Regions from separate parts of the Mus musculus genome. Here all the other regions are linked to region 1. A link is a contact called in public HiChIP or PLAC-seq and promoter capture Hi-C data. All regions are on one chromosome and are shown on one strand. Each heading gives the region's core, a stretch centred on a gene start, on an enhancer-like site or on the middle of the called end of the contact. The rest is flanking DNA. Distances are from core to core; before and after follow the strand shown. Region 1 has its middle 3.5 kb from the start of Gm30757. Region 2 holds the start of Nkx6-3 (NK6 homeobox 3). Region 3 holds the start of Gpat4 (glycerol-3-phosphate acyltransferase 4). Region 4 holds the start of Gins4 (GINS complex subunit 4 (Sld5 homolog)).

Region 1 (3,686 bases), core at 722-3,221:
GTTTATTTGTTGGTTTGTTTATGTTTGTTTACTTAGTAGATTTTTAAAGGTATAATTTTACTATGTATTCCAGGCTGGCCTTTAACTCTCTATGGAGTCTTGGCTGACCTGACTGGAGATCATCCTGACTCGGCCTCTCCGTGCTGAGATTACAGCTGTAGCCCTGCAAGCATCTTGGCTGCTGCATTAACGTAACTCTAAATATCGTTTTAGGTATTTTTAGGTATAGTGCTAAGTGACACAAAGCATGATCATGTTCATATCGATCGTCATCTAACTTCAAAGCTTCTCTTTCTAAAATGCAGCTCCAGAGCCATTCACCTCTGCACTTCCTTTCAGTCCCAAACTGAGGTTCCTGCCTCTGTATGCTTTACTCAGGCCAATGGGACACAGCAGGGTTTGCCTTTTATGGTTGACTTATTTCCCTCAGTATGGTATCTTCAGGACTCACCCAGGTCTGCTGCGTGTCGGAATGCTAAGGCAGAATCACAGTTCAGTTGTATGTATAAGTCTTTGGAATTCATTGATCCATGATGTGTGTACTGCCCTTATCTTTGGCTAATGTATGATAATAAGTGTGTGTGTGTGTGTGTGTGTATGTGTGTGTGTGTGTATGTGTATGTGCACTCATGCACACACTAACAAATGCTCAGCCTCTGATGTGTGTGCATGTGTGTATGTGTATGTATGTGTGTGCATGTGTGTATGTATATGTGTGTATGTGTGTGTATGTGTGTATATGTGTGTATGTGTGTATATGTGTGCATGTGTGCATGTGTATATGTGTGTGCATGTGTGTGCATGTGTGTATGTATATGTATGTGTGTGCATGTGTGTATGTGTGTGTATGTGTGTGTGTATGTATATGTGTATATATGTGTGCATGTGTGCATGTGTATATGTGTGTGCATGTGTGTGCATGTGTGTATGTGTGTGTATGTGTGTGCATGTGTGTGTGTGTGTGTGTGTGTGTGTGTGTGTGTGTATGTGTATGTGCACTCATGCACACACTAACAAATGCTCAGCCTCTGCTCTCAGTTCTCAGGGTGCAAAACCAAAAGTTGGATTGCTGAGCCATATGGTCATTCTATAGCAAAGCTTTTAAATAACCGCCATGCTGTTCTGCACGTTGTCTACCTAGAGTGGACAAGGAGTCTACTTTCTTGGTGTACTTGGTGACACCTACTTACCACTCCTGTTACTGTTTTATTGTAGCTACCCAAATGGCCACAAAGTCCACACACCGTTTATGGATTCTGTTGTAATATAGGAACAAGAGAAATTCCACTTAAGTCTTGTTCCTTGTGTCACAGAAGGGCTGGCTGGCCCAAGTCAGGTAACTCATACAATGTCACACAGAATGGAGCTAGACCGTTGAAGCCAGCCCCCTTTATCCCCACCTGTCTACGAGTCTCTTAGACACTCAATACAGAAATGGAGAATAAAACATGATAAATACCAGGATTTGGGATTCGTCTGGGGTAGTGATGAGATTTTGTGATGGAATCCTTGACTTGTATGAACTTTCTAATAAAATCAGATAGGCTTCATTCAGAAAGGCTGGTGAGCCTCAGTGAGCCTTGGTCTCCTCCTCATCAAAATGGAGATGACAATACTTGCCTGCCAGGAGTGTTGTAAAGGTTAAATGAAATTATAAATCATCCTGTATAGTCCTGATATTATACCTAATCACTTTTTTAAAAAGTGATAGTTGCCTAGTATTTGCTAATTTGACTTGTTTTTTGATGATAGAGCCTTCCTTGGTTTGGCTTTAGCTTATTTCTGGTAGTTTCTTTCCAGTTTAGGGAGGGTTCTAGCAAAAGGTCAGAGGAACAACGGCAGCAGATGGACTTCCTGAACCGTGTGCCAAAGGGTTCCTCGTCCGCCTTCAGGCTGCAGCCTCCACCCTCCACACAGCATAGAGAAGCTCAAGGACAGACCCAGACATTGTAACTGGACCTTCCTGAGCACTCCCCGGGGCAGACTCCAAGTCTGACGCAGAAAATGTGCTGCGCTCATCACCGCAGCTGCCCAAGGTGGAGCCTATTGTCAAGGTTCTTCATGTAACAAAAAGAGGAAAGGGCCTATCAAGGCATTTCCTGCTCACAGGAGCCGTGAGCTTCCATTAATTCTTTGTCCTGAGTCAGTCTGTCTCCCCTAGGCCAGCCCCGCGGCAGACCTGCAGTCCCCTAGAACAGAACAGGCAGTTAATTTTAAAACCTTTTCAGGAGGTTAACAAGGGAACAAGTTCGGAGGTCAGGTGACACCACCTACACTTTCCATATGGAGAACGACACAGAGACAGTACAGTTGTTCAGAAACCTGCTGAAACTTGCTAACTGCATTGCTGCTGGCACAGATGTGTGAGGACAGGAGGGAAGTCTTTACCTGTTTTTTAATAGACGCTTTCTGAACACTGCTTCAGTCTATACACGCATTAAGTCTATGCTCGTATTATGGAAGGATGATCTAGGCATAAAGGCAGAAGGTTGAGAACTGCGTCAGTTAGCCATGAGGTGAGTTTAAAATCCCCAAATGAATGATGGGAGTTTCACCAACTAATCTAATGTCTTTTCTTGGGGAAGGCCTGGATTCCTAGAGCTGTAGGGTGAGTTATTCAGAGTATGCATGGTAAGGAGTTAATCTCACAGAGGATCCAGCAATGAGCCAGACAAGGAGGAAGAAGCCAAGTGATGTGTAGATGGCAGTGCTGTGGGTGAGCACCAAACGCTAATCTGAGACCAAAATTTAAAAATTATAAAAAATAAAAAGGTAGAAATCAAGACATCATGACCAAGTGTCTGAAAGAGGTCACCATAAGTCATCCAGCTACCAGCTGACCACAGAGGCACCAGAGAGCCAGCAGACAGTGACACTGACCCAGATCAGAAGAAAGCACTCAGGCAAACACGGAGTTTGTACTAAGCACAGTAGTGTTCGCCTCCAGCTACTACGTGTTGGATTGATCTGGTACATGTGATGTCTGTATGTCTCAGGGGTCAGGAGGGAAGCTCTGCTGTGCAAAGTCCTTCAGAGCTTGCCAAGGTAGGGTGAACGCCCTCAGGTCTCTCCGTCTCCCTTCCCCTCCACTTTATTTCACCCTGATTTTTAGTGGTTCAGTTTCTCCCATTAATTAGTAAATCAGGAGTCACTGTTTTATATTACAGATGGTGTGTTGTGTTAGCGTGATTGTCTTCCCGAGTCAAGCTGCAGTCCCCAGAATCTTGGGATCCTGCTCTTTCTTAGCTTAGCTGCAGGGCTCTCTATCAGATACAGCTCAGGCTGGCCCAAGCAGCCACTGCACCTCATTTGCCCTGTGTTTTCACAGAGCTTTCTGAAAGCAACAGCGAAAATTCAAAGTAAAACTCAATCCTTTTACACCTGTTTCAAAAAACAAGAAACTAATGTAAAGAGATGGGTGAGAGGAAGCAGATTTGAAATCCATAGATATAGACCCATTGATATCTTTCAGGAATAAAAAAAAATTTACATTCTAGACTAGATCTTCAAATGTGAAAGAAAAAGACACTTGTTCATGACTGTAAGAAGCTTTAAGCCAAAAAATCAGATATTCCAATTGCCATTTTGCCTATATAATGTTCAACAATTAACTAACTGATTTATTTTAACCAAGTTATCTTACTAAATGATTATTTAGGATAACACAGTATGATATATATATATGT
Region 2 (3,686 bases), core at 551-3,050, 1.3 Mb before region 1:
AGAGAGTCGCTGAGAACTAAAATCAGTTGAAGGCACACTGTAAAGAGGTGATTAAAGAAAACAGAACCCATTCCTGTTGATGGCTTAGTGGCTGAAACCACTCCAAAAAGCGAAGTCCAGTCCCGAGGGTGGGAGAAGGAATTCCTGCTGCGAGCAGACTCACTCCTCGCTCAGTGGCACACCTAAGTCCTCCAGGTGGATTACAATGTGTTGGCCTGTTGATTTGGTTTTGAAAGTAAAACTTGTTATAAATTAGAAGTTGACTCCAAAATACAGCCCCTTTTTGGATGGTGGAAAAATAAAAATAAAAACAAAACAATTTTTTTCCTCAGGCCAAAGAGATGGCACCAAGAAATCTGAGTTTGGTTCCTGTCAAGGGCTCATAATTGCCTGTAACTCCAGCCTCAAGGGATTCATCATCCTTTTCTAGACTTCTTGGATGGAGAGAGAGAGAGAAAGAGAGAGAGAGAGAGAGAGAGAGAGAGAGAGAGAGAGAGAGAGAGAGAGAGCGCACACACACACACACTGAGACTCTTAATTTTAAAGGTCTTCAAAAAAATAGCCCAACCTGTAGGAAGGTCATCTTGCCCTGCGTAAAAGCTTTTCTATCTGATCCTCACCTAAATCACCCATGGCACGGAAAGTATTGCTTACATTACAGTCAAATTCTCCACAGCAAGCCAGCTTTCTCTACCTCAGACCTCTGCCTCAAACAAAGCTAACAAAGAAAAGGCTCTGTCTCTCACCTGTGAAAACACAGATCCCTCCAAACACAAGACAGTGTGTTCCCCAAAGCCCCAGTGGCCTGGTCAGGAAGAAGTCATTTAGATAGCCAATCACCTTGCACCTGCCATTTCACACTTCAGGTGACTTCAGGAAAGAATTTAGAGACTAGCCTGGCAGGCAAGCCCTGATTCCTCTGTGCCTCTGTTTCCCCGTTATCAACTGAGAGACGGTACCCACAAGAATCATCAGATTGCAAAAATTCCTCAGAAACAAAGCGAATGGTGGCGTCCTTATAGTCAGTGTAGCCCCAAGCCTCAGCCCGACTGCCCTGCTTAGGTCTCTGCCTCAGGAGCCCAGGGCTGCTCACAGGAGAGAAAGAGACTTCACCCAGGACACAGCCAGCCAGACTACTCAAGAGACCAAGAAAGGCTGGCTGGGAGAAACAGGAACCACCATTCTTCAGTGGAATGCCTTCTGACCCCCCACACCCCTGCAACTCCCAGAGCTGTTCCACGGCCCACTCCCTAAGCAAGACGTTTCCCACCCCGTGGTCTCAAGGCCAGAGACTTGCATTCCCCCAGAGAATAGTGATTGCTCAGTCTCCCCACTTACCCAGGAGAAAGGGAAGCAGCTGTATGTTACCTCAAAGCGTCACATTCATTCCGACAGGGGCAGCTTGGGACTGTGACCTCTGAGCCTCTCTCTCTCTCTCTCTCTCTCTCTCTCTGACTTCCGCAGGAGCCTCCAGTCCCTACCTCCAGGCGCCCACCTTTTCTTAGATACTGGACTTGGGTAAGCAAATGGAGCCTGTGACCAGGCTCAGGGCGCCTAGAGCTAATTCTTTCACACACGCACATGAGCACACACACATGCACACACACACACACACACACACACACACGGACTGGCTGATTTACAGTCAATCTTTCAAAGTGCAATTTGTCTAGGAGAAGCCAATGTGAGGCCCATGTGGTCTCCAACCAATGGCGACACAGCGCTTGCAGCTCAGCCAGTCTCAGGTCTGTATTCTAATGGGCCATATCTTTATCAAGGAAATGTCCCCTCTCTGAACTTAAAACTTCTGATGGAGGGCCCCCAGACTCAGAGGCAGAGAAACCGGGTGCTCTGAGTATGGAAAGCACCCCTCCTTAGGCCCAGCGGGCAGAGAGGGAAAGAGGAAGGCCGCCCACCTTCTCTGGACACCTGACTTGCCAGAGGGCTGACGTAGGTGCCCCATCTCTGAGGAAGGGCCGAGCCAGAGGGCAGTCTGAGGCTCGGGGTGGGATGGGGGGCTCTGATTCTCCAAACCTGTCATGAGGTTCTGGGCCACCATTTGAAGTGCTGGCCTTTAAGGGTTCCTGGACCACCGATTCGCTGACCTGGAGACCATGGAGTCCAACCTGCAGGGGACCTTCCTCCTGAACAACACACAGCTGGCCCAGTTCTCAGAAATGAAGGCTCCCATGTGCCAGTACTCGGTGCAGAACTCTTTCTACAAGCTCAGCCCTCCGGGACTTGGCCCCCAGCTGGCGGCTGGGACTCCCCATGGAATCACTGACATCCTGAGCAGACCGGTTGCCACCCCGAACAGCAGCCTCCTCTCTGGCTACCCCCACGTGGCAGGCTTTGGTGGACTCAGCTCCCAGGGCGTCTACTATGGCCCCCAGGTGGGGAGCTTTTCCAAGGCTGGAAATGAGTACCCGACCCGGACCCGGAACTGCTGGGCAGACACAGGCCAGGACTGGAGAGGCAGCGCTCGGCCATGCAGCAACAGTGAGTACAGGGCCTTCACCCCCAGCCCAACCTGTCCCGGGGAGAAGGCAGGAGGGGGGGGGTCTTTTAAAGGCCGGGCTGCACGCGACCTACCTAACCTCAGCCGCTATTACACAGCCCTGCCAATTCCTGGTCCCTTTTCTCAGCTCACAGCAGAACTGAACCCCACCCTTCTCCCTCCTCCCTACTTCTACCTAGCACAGGTGTCTGGACCCACAGTCACTTCTTGCCCTTCAAGGGACCTTGGGTTCTCCAGGCCCCACGATCACAGTCCATCCCACCATATGCAGCACGTAGCTTAAGTTCGCTTCTGCCCGGAGACATGGCGCCCCTTCACACAGTGAGGCACAGTGCTACCCTGGTGAAGAAAACTTAATGAATTTAGTATCGTATCCCTAAGAGCCCAATGTTATATAGGATTGTTCCAAAAACCCACTGGGGTCCCATCCAGGGCCCATCACCCACCTTCCTGTTCCCCCGTTCATGTCAGCAATGGCAGAACCAGAGCGCTAAGATGACCTTGGCCCTGACTGCTAGGGAGCGGGGCGGGGGGGGGGGGGGCTTACCCCACCCATCCCTGAGACTCAGGTTTCTGAGAACTGGAGTGGAGGGGGTGGGTATTATGCCAATCAGGGATCCAGGAAGTGCCCGGGGCATGTGCCAGTGGGGCATACTGGGAGAGAGTGGCAGTGACTTCCAGGGTTCTCCTTGAGCCACTAAAGCTCCGGGTGAGATAAACATGTGTCAGGGACAGAGGCAAAGCCCCCTCTCCTTCTGTTTAATCTCTATCTCCCACACTGCATAAGGGATTTGGAATCAATGATGGAAACCCTCAAAACTCTTGTCCTCCATGTCTGTGCCTGAATGACAGTCACCTTCCTCATCTCTTGGGACCTATAGTTTGGGGTACTATAAGCTCATGCTGTCTCTCCCACACCTCCACCCTACACTCCCCCATCCTGACCCACCCCTCCATCTTGAATGCATACACACACTAGAAAATAGCCAGGAAAAACAGTGGTCAGTTTAACACAAGAGTAAAGAAAAATATCTTTTAGGATAGTGGTTCTACACCTGTGGGTCGTGACCCCTTTGGGGACTGAATGACCCTTTCATGGGGGGGGGGTCACATATCAGAGATCCTGCATGTCAGATATTTCCAATTTGTACCAGTAGCAAATTCACAG
Region 3 (3,686 bases), core at 401-2,900, 1.2 Mb before region 1:
CTGAACTCAGGTCCTCATGTTTATATAGCATTTACTCAGAGCCAGCACCTCAGCTCAAGGAAGAACTTTTAATAATAGGGTACCTTTCAACAAAAACATATTACGATTTTATGCAATGCTACAATCTTCATTTTGAAACTTAAGCTACTTTTGACTTGTAAAGGCTCACTGTCTATCAAAAACATGGAGACGGGAGATATACAGCTCATTGGTAAAATTAAATAAACCACAAACCTCCAACACACACACACACACACACACACACACACACACACACACACGGCGCGCGCTCCAGTGCTAAATTTTTGTTTCTTCCTGAGACAGAAGAAGTAAAATAAATGAAGATGCAGATATTGCATGATTAACCCCAGATGTCACTGAGCATATATAATAATGAGCATACGTTCCTGGTTTTGCATATTTGAAATTCTCCAAATTATAGGTCTGAAAAATTACTCTCAGAAAGAGGAAGGATAATTTAGCAGGCAGGATTACAGTTTTGACCATAGTCTTTGGTCGCAGTGATTTTTATGCCTGTCTTTACGGGGTTGCGATACAATCTCGAAGACACGCTAACTCTGCAGAGACTCTTAAAAGTTCTGCTCAAATTAAGGAAAACGAGCGAAACCAAAGTTCTTCAAAGGCTATCTACCGGTAATACGCAAGAGATGGGTATGGGATGGAACTTAACGTCCGCGAAGCCTGACAATTTCACATAGATTATTCTACAACCTGTGAGTCACCAATGTAATATCCAAGTAAGATGGAAAGTGAATAAATAAGTCAAACTTCCAGGTAGGATGCTACTACCACTGAGGGCATGGAACCAAGGCGAAAGGGAGTCTGGGGTGTGAAGAAGGCTGGAATAGTGGCAGTTCTAGTTAGTGGCTCAGGAAAGTCATGTAGCATCAAGCAGGGCTGCCCCTATCCGGGGGCAAACCTGGACACTGGGACTCTCCAATGCGGGAAGGGGGAGAGGGGGCAGACCCGAAAAAGAAGACAGTGTGAGCACAGCACGGGATAAAGGACGGATTCTGGGGGGGAAACCCGTTTCCACGTGATCTAACGCCGGGTTCTCAGCCACGTTCCTCAGCTCCGGGCCACACCAGGCCGAGGCGGCGAGCGGCCTGCGGAGAGGAGCGTGGTCGGTTGAGGAGGAGAGAAACCGGTCGGGGAGAGAGGAGCGGGGCGGCCGAGGAGAGGAGGGAAGGGAAAGAAAGGGCCGGATGAGGACAGCGGGGCTGGCTGAGCCAAGGAGCCGAGCGGCAAGGAGCCGGGCGACTGGAGAGGAGATGAGGCGGCAAGAGGACAGCGGGGCTAGCCCGGGAGGAGAGGAGCGGGGCTGGCGAAGGACAGGAGTGGGGCAAGCGGGCGTGAAGGAGCTCGGACCGCCCGGCAGCGGCTGCCCCACCGGCGGGACCCCGGCCCGCGGCTGCCGACCCCGCGTCCCGCCCGGGGCCGGGGGCGTCCGGTAGGACCAGGTCCATCCAACTCACCGGCCGTGAGGCTCGGCTCCAGTCCTCGGTGACTGCCGCTCCCGCCCTGCCCTGCCCGCCGCCGGCCCAGGCGTACGTAAGAGCGTGCGTACGCCCGCCCGTCTTTGTCTACGCCGCTGGACGTGGACCCCACTCCCCTCAATCCCCGCCCCCGAGTCCCGCCCAACCGCGCTTGCGCGGTCTCCCGGAGGACCCCAGGGTGGGCGGGGCTCCGGCGATGCTCGCTCCTCGCACTGATGCTCGCCAGCGTGAGCCGAGGTCGCTTTCTGAAAGCCAACCGGGGCCTGTCTGAGCTGTGTCCAGAACAGGCATCGTTCCCGGGGAGAGGGAGAACCCGGCATGGCGAGGTTCATTTACTGAGTCTTTGTGGGACTTTGTGTGAGATTCGGTTCCGGCTGGCCACGAAACGTTAGCCACCATCCCAGCACTACCCGGGCATCCCGGAGCTTCTCTTAACGTAATTGGCTGGTTGGCCAACTGCAGTTTTCCAACCCAGCCACAGTTCTAACTAACCTCTCCTCAGACTGGAAGCTTCAAAGACAGGCTTGTTTTGCTGACGTGGGTCCTTTATAGTGGAAGAAAGAGAAAGAAGGGATGGGGGACACGCCTCTTTGGCCCACCCCACCCCCTTTTAAGACAGGACGTCTTGTAATACAGACTTGCCTCAAAAACTGCGAATTGCCCAATGACCTTCAGTTTCTGCACCGACTGCTTCCACCTCCTGAAGTGCTGGAATAAACTACCGTCCCAAGTTTTATAAAGTGCTGGGGGCTGGAACTCAGGGCCTCGTGCATGCTAAAAGAAGCACTCGACCAGCTGAGCCACATTCCCAGCCTCCGAGTTTATTGCTTTTGTATACTTCCAAGAGTACCTAACCTTTCCCCTAATTCAGGACTTAAACCTCCATTTGTTGATTTCTTCACAAACTTTTACACAACTCCAGGTATGTAACTATAACAGGAATACAAGACATATTTAATGATAATAAATTTATTTAAAAGCATTTTTGCTATGTATTTGTAGCTTTCCTATATTAACTATTAAAGCAAATTTGCATATTAATGAGATGGATGTGTTTGCCACTCTATTAATTTATTATTTTATTTTTGGTTTTTTCGCTGGCTGTCCTGGAACTCACTCAGTAGACTAGACTGGTCTTGAACTCAGAAAAACGCCTGCCTCTGCCTCCCAAATGCTGGGATTAAAGGCATGCGACACCACTGCCCGGCTGCCACTCTTAATATAAAGAAATCAGCTAAATATTTGATACCAAAGGATATAAAACATAAAGTTTCCCAACGTTTTAAATTTTATAATTGTCAATGCTGAGAACACCGTTTCACAAATACCTTGTACAAAACAATATTAGTAAGTTTATGAACATTTCAGAAATTATTAGAGATTCTGCCCTAATCCCAAGCCAAAAATGATTTAACAGATTTTTGTGAGCAGATTAACTGAAGCAGTTTTTAAAATCAAGAATTCTAATACAGTGCAACCCCTGAATGTGCTAATTTGATGCTTACTTACAATGCTTACCTGCTGAGGAATGACTACAGGAAAATATTTTTTAAAGTCATGGTTTCTTCAAAATGAAACATGATAGCTAACTAACACTCACTGAAACACTCCACAGATGTAAGGGCAGGAGGATCAGAAGTTCAATGTCACCTTTAGCTATACAGTAAGTCCAGGTCAGCCTGGACTAGCCCTGTGACACTCTGTCTTAAAACAACCCCCAAAGAACTAGTGAATGAGTCAGTGGGGGAAAGGCACTGTTGTCAAACCTGATGACCTGAGTTAATTCCAGGGATCCACTCTTGCAAGTTATCCTTTAACCTCAGCAGGTGGACTGGGGCAAAAGCAAGCTCATGAATGCGCATGGATGCAAACACGCCAACACATCAGTGGATAAACGTAATAAGAACATTTTTAAAACTAACATAGGGCAGGCATGGTAGCAAACACCTTTAATCTAGCACTTAGAAAACAGAGGCAGTGAATTTCTATAAGTTTGAGGCCAGCCTGGTTTGAATAGTAAGTTCTAGGCTAGCCAGGGTTATATAGTGAGAAAATAATTACTTAGAAATATAAAAGATACAGGTGGGACTAGAGAGATGGCTCAACAATGGACAGTTCTGACTCTTCTTTCAGAGGACACCAGCTCCATTCTCAGCACTCATGTGGTAG
Region 4 (3,686 bases), core at 766-3,265, 1.2 Mb before region 1:
TCCCCTCTTCCTCTCCTCCCTCCAATGCCAACCATATCCCCCGACTCCATCTCAAAATTCATGGCCTCTTTTAAATTATTGTTACCTATATATACAAATAAATGCATAGATAGAACCTGCTGGATTCATGCGGTGTTGCTCGTCTGTCTGTTTTCAGGGATGGCCATTTGGCACTGGATAACCATTTAGGGACCTCATCCCGAGGAAGACTAATAATCTTCCTCTCTCAGCTGTCGTTATTCGTCTGCAGCTCACTTAGGGGTGGGGCCTTGTGAGGTTCCCCATCCGTGTTGGAATGCCATTGTCATTCATTGTTTGGGTCCTGTCTAAGCAGCAATATTCCTGAGCTCTCATGGGCACAGCCTCCCTGACATATAGAGAGGATAACCCTGCAGCAGATGTCCTGGTCCTCTGTCTCTTCCTGCTCTCTCTTCTTTGGCGTTCCCTGAGCCTTGGTTGTAGGGGCTATGTTGTAGAGGTATCCACTGGAGGTGGGTACCCATGGTCAACTGTCCTCTAAAGAACACTCAATAGTATACGCCATGAATGTCCCAGAACTTATAGGGCAACACAGTGCATGCTTTTACTGCCAGCACACAGAGGGCAGAGGCAGGTGAACTCTGAGAGTTCAAGACCGGCCAGTGATGCATAGTGAGGCCCTATCTCAAAAACAAACTTAAAACAAACAAACAAAAAGCAAAAACAAAACCTAAAAAACCCCAAGCATGTTCAGAATTCCTAAACTACCCGAGGTTCATGAGAAGATATTATTGAAGGAGGAGGAGGAGGAGGAGGAGGAGGAAAAGAAGGAGGAGGGGAAGAAGAAGAAGAAGAAGAAGAAGAAGGAGAAGGAGAAGGAGAAGGAGAAAGAAGGAGAAGGAGAAGAAGAAGAAGAAGACGACGACGACAACAACAACTATGCAAGAAATAATCACTGCTATTATGACCAAAAGGGATGGCAATTTCTTGTTAGAGCAGATATCTTCCAATGGGGGAGGAAACAGAGGAAGAGACTACTATAGAGAAATGGCATGCTTCTCTACAGATCACACACATCTTTACGTCCTCAAAATAGCACAGCAGAGCATTGCTTTGTGAAACATTCTACTACATGTGTCCAAAGCCTACTTTTACTAGCCATCCTTGAAGACTGACAAGATGAGACTCCTAAAGAAGGCCCTGCTTTCTGGCTTCCTATTTTTATGCAGATGTTACAAACACTGCTCTTTGGAAACAAATCTTCTGTTTCCTTATTTTCTGAGCCGTGGTACTGCACACCTGGAGTAAGTTAAGAGCTAAGAACACGGGACATATTTGGGGTGCTTACCTGCTCCAGCTTTTCAATGAGCTCTGCAGGAGTTAGGACCATCTCCTCACTACCCCCATCAGAGTCCTGTCCGTGGAGATCCAGAACCTCCGTCATCGTTTCTCAACCGGGAACCTACACCTGAAAAATAAACCAACACCCTGAAAAGCTTCTCCCACTTACTTGCAAGAAAAGGCATTTAGGGACAAGTTTATTGGGGCTGAAGGGGGTGCACTGGCCAGGGATGGCGAAATCAGAGACTGATTTTTCAGTGTTGGGTTTAGTCCCTTGGTCGGTTTCTCTCCTAATCTTTCCCGCTGCATGGGCCTGGACCTGGGCAGATACCACACTAAACCGCAATGCTCCTTGTCGTCGCCAGGAGCAGCGTTTTGCCTCAGTGGCCCAGGAGCCCATTCGGTTCAAATGAGAAAAGTGCATCGTGTCAAGTGCTCGGCACATCGCGTCCTCAGCTGCAACTGACCCGGGGTCGCTTGGACACTCCAGCGCTCACCTCGCAGTTGGCACTCAAAGCGGCTACACGGCTCAGGGATCCCTCTTCCCTTCTCTCCTAGCCGGCACGCTCGGGGGACACCACGGACTGAGGCTCCCCGAGCGGTGGGCGCCGGAGATCGCGCGGAAAGCCCGCGGCCCACAGACCCGACCAGCAGCGGTACAGCTCCCGCGCTCCTTTCCCCAAACACAGCGTCGACAGGAAAACGTCTCCGCGCTGCGGGAGCACTAACCAATCAGGCCCAGGGGAAAGCGGACACACGCCCCTTGGCCCCGCCTACCCCGGGGCGGGCTCTTGCCGAGCTATAGAACATACTTCCGGAAGGCGGGGAAGGAGGCCGGGAGTGAAGTGCCGGGTGGCACCGTCTCGGGACGGCCACGTGGGGGCGTTCGGCTCACAGTAAGGAAACCAGGCAGCGCCGTCTTGTGGCGAATCGGTACAGGGCCCAGTTCCTTCCTTCCTTTAACATTTACTGTGTGTGGGTTGGTTCCATTGCCAAACCTGTTCACAGATTCATATATGTGTGTTGAAACTACATTTAAGAGACTCACTCCATTGTCCTTCCTTTACATTTTTTTTTTGCGCAGAGTTGTTCTCTAATGTTATTTGAGTTGTTCTTTTTGGTGATGAAAGAATGCCTACTGACTTTCTAGGATTCTACCTTTTTAGTGAGTGTGAATGCAATATACGCATGTGGTACATGCTCAGGTCACGATCGCATAGCAAGTGCTGTTACCCACTGAGCCCCCTTAAGATTATTTTTATAGATATATTTCCTTATTTTCATGTATGTTAGTATGTGTGCTTGCACATGAGTGTGGTGCCAGCTGAGGACAGAAGAATGCACTGGATCCTGATGGAGCTCATAACATGTGGTTATGAGCTGTTCCACATGGGTACCGACAACCAAACTCCAGTCCTCTGGTTTAGAGCAAGTGCTCTAAACCAATGAGCTATCTATCTCTCCAGCCCCTAGCCCCTTATATTTTTTAAGTGCCAAACTTCCTAATTAGCTTCAGAGATGGAATCAGATTGCAAATTTTTATAGTTTTATATACCTATAAATTATGCATCCTGACATATTACTACTTGAAAGAGTAAGAAATAACAGAGGATTGAGCCGGGTGTGGTGGCACAGGCCTCTAAGCCCAGCACTTGGGAGGCAGAGGCAGGTGGATTTCTGAGTTTGAGGCCAGCCTGGTCTACAGAGTGAGTTCCAGGACAGCCAAGGCTACACAGAGAAACCCTATCTCGAAAAACAAAAACAAAACCACAACAACAACAAAAAGAAATAACAGGACTAATAGAAAGTTATGGAAATTTGAATTTGTGGTAGCCTAAAGATTCTTGGTATTATACCTATTTTTTAAATTAAAATGATTTGTATAGATGGGAGCGGGGGAATGTGGTGCAGTGGTACAGTACAATCTTAGCATTTAACCTGGGTCCAGTCCCCAGCAACTAAGTAAAACAAAATCTCTTTCTACAGTTTATCACTGACGTACAAAAAATTTTCATTATTTATTTTTATTTGATACAGGGCCTCATCATGTAACTCTGACGAACCTGGAACTTGTTATGTAGAGCAGATTAGCCTCAAACTCATAAAGATCCACCCACCTCTGCCTCCTGGTGGCGTAAACATTTTAATATTCATCTGCTAACAGGATGCTTATATTTTGTTCCACATATCATTAGATTGATATTTTATTATCAAATAAGCATGGAACAGATAAAATAAATTACATCTGTAGAGTAGCCCAGAGTGATAAGAAATTAGCTTAGTGAGGTTGGTTATGAAGTTGTATTTTCTGAGACAAGAACCAGAAACCAGAAGCCTTGGCTGTTTGGTGTATTACAGCAGATTCT

Evidence for each region. Promoter capture Hi-C pulls out the DNA fragments that hold promoters and counts their contacts. HiChIP or PLAC-seq counts read pairs in DNA pulled down with a chosen protein or histone mark.
Region 2: a contact with region 1 is called in a promoter capture Hi-C map of embryonic stem cells, with 3 times the contacts expected there. The contact joins the promoter of Nkx6-3 here to the enhancer-like site in region 1. A contact is called at or near these places in 4 of 39 promoter capture datasets (the 3T3-L1 cell line, the C10 cell line and embryonic stem cells) and 3 of 115 datasets of contacts at active chromatin or transcription factors (embryonic stem cells and pancreatic cancer cells).
Region 3: an H3K27ac HiChIP or PLAC-seq map of trophoblast stem cells shows a contact between it and region 1, with 4 times the contacts expected there. The contact joins the promoter of Gpat4 here to the enhancer-like site in region 1. A contact is called at or near these places in 9 of 39 promoter capture datasets (the 3T3-L1 cell line, cranial neural crest, embryonic stem cells and 4 more) and 5 of 115 datasets of contacts at active chromatin or transcription factors (astrocytes, embryonic forebrain, extraembryonic endoderm stem cells and 2 more).
Region 4: a contact with region 1 is called in a promoter capture Hi-C map of embryonic stem cells, with 4 times the contacts expected there. The contact joins the promoter of Gins4 here to the enhancer-like site in region 1. A contact is called at or near these places in 7 of 39 promoter capture datasets (the 3T3-L1 cell line, cranial neural crest, embryonic stem cells and 4 more), 4 of 115 datasets of contacts at active chromatin or transcription factors (astrocytes, embryonic fibroblasts, embryonic stem cells and 1 more) and 2 of 9 other capture datasets (embryonic stem cells and liver).

What each region holds. Positions count from the first base shown.
Region 1 is chr8:24,425,745-24,429,430 of GRCm38.p6, forward strand. No RefSeq gene overlaps it. Among named protein-coding and RNA genes, the nearest start is that of Gm30757, 3.5 kb to the right of the region's middle. Within about 2 kb of position 1,972, at least 49 of the 459 cell types and tissues checked have an H3K27ac peak or open chromatin away from gene starts, as enhancers often do. A contact at or near this core is called in embryonic stem cells, liver and trophoblast stem cells, where this site is marked.
Region 2 is chr8:23,151,471-23,155,156 of GRCm38.p6, forward strand. It overlaps Nkx6-3 (NK6 homeobox 3), which reads left to right and starts at 1,801. Exons shown (of 3, transcript NM_029002.2): 1 at 1,801-2,499. The coding sequence starts at 2,115.
Region 3 is chr8:23,206,803-23,210,488 of GRCm38.p6, forward strand. It overlaps Gpat4 (glycerol-3-phosphate acyltransferase 4), which reads right to left and starts at 1,651. Exons shown (of 13, transcript NM_018743.4): 1 at 1,497-1,651.
Region 4 is chr8:23,235,653-23,239,338 of GRCm38.p6, forward strand. It overlaps Gins4 (GINS complex subunit 4 (Sld5 homolog)), which reads right to left and starts at 2,016. Exons shown (of 8, transcript NM_024240.6): 1 at 1,818-2,016; 2 at 1,328-1,447. The coding sequence starts at 1,423. Gm39141 (a long non-coding RNA gene) reads left to right here and starts at 2,128. Exons shown (of 3, transcript XR_870246.2): 1 at 2,128-2,216.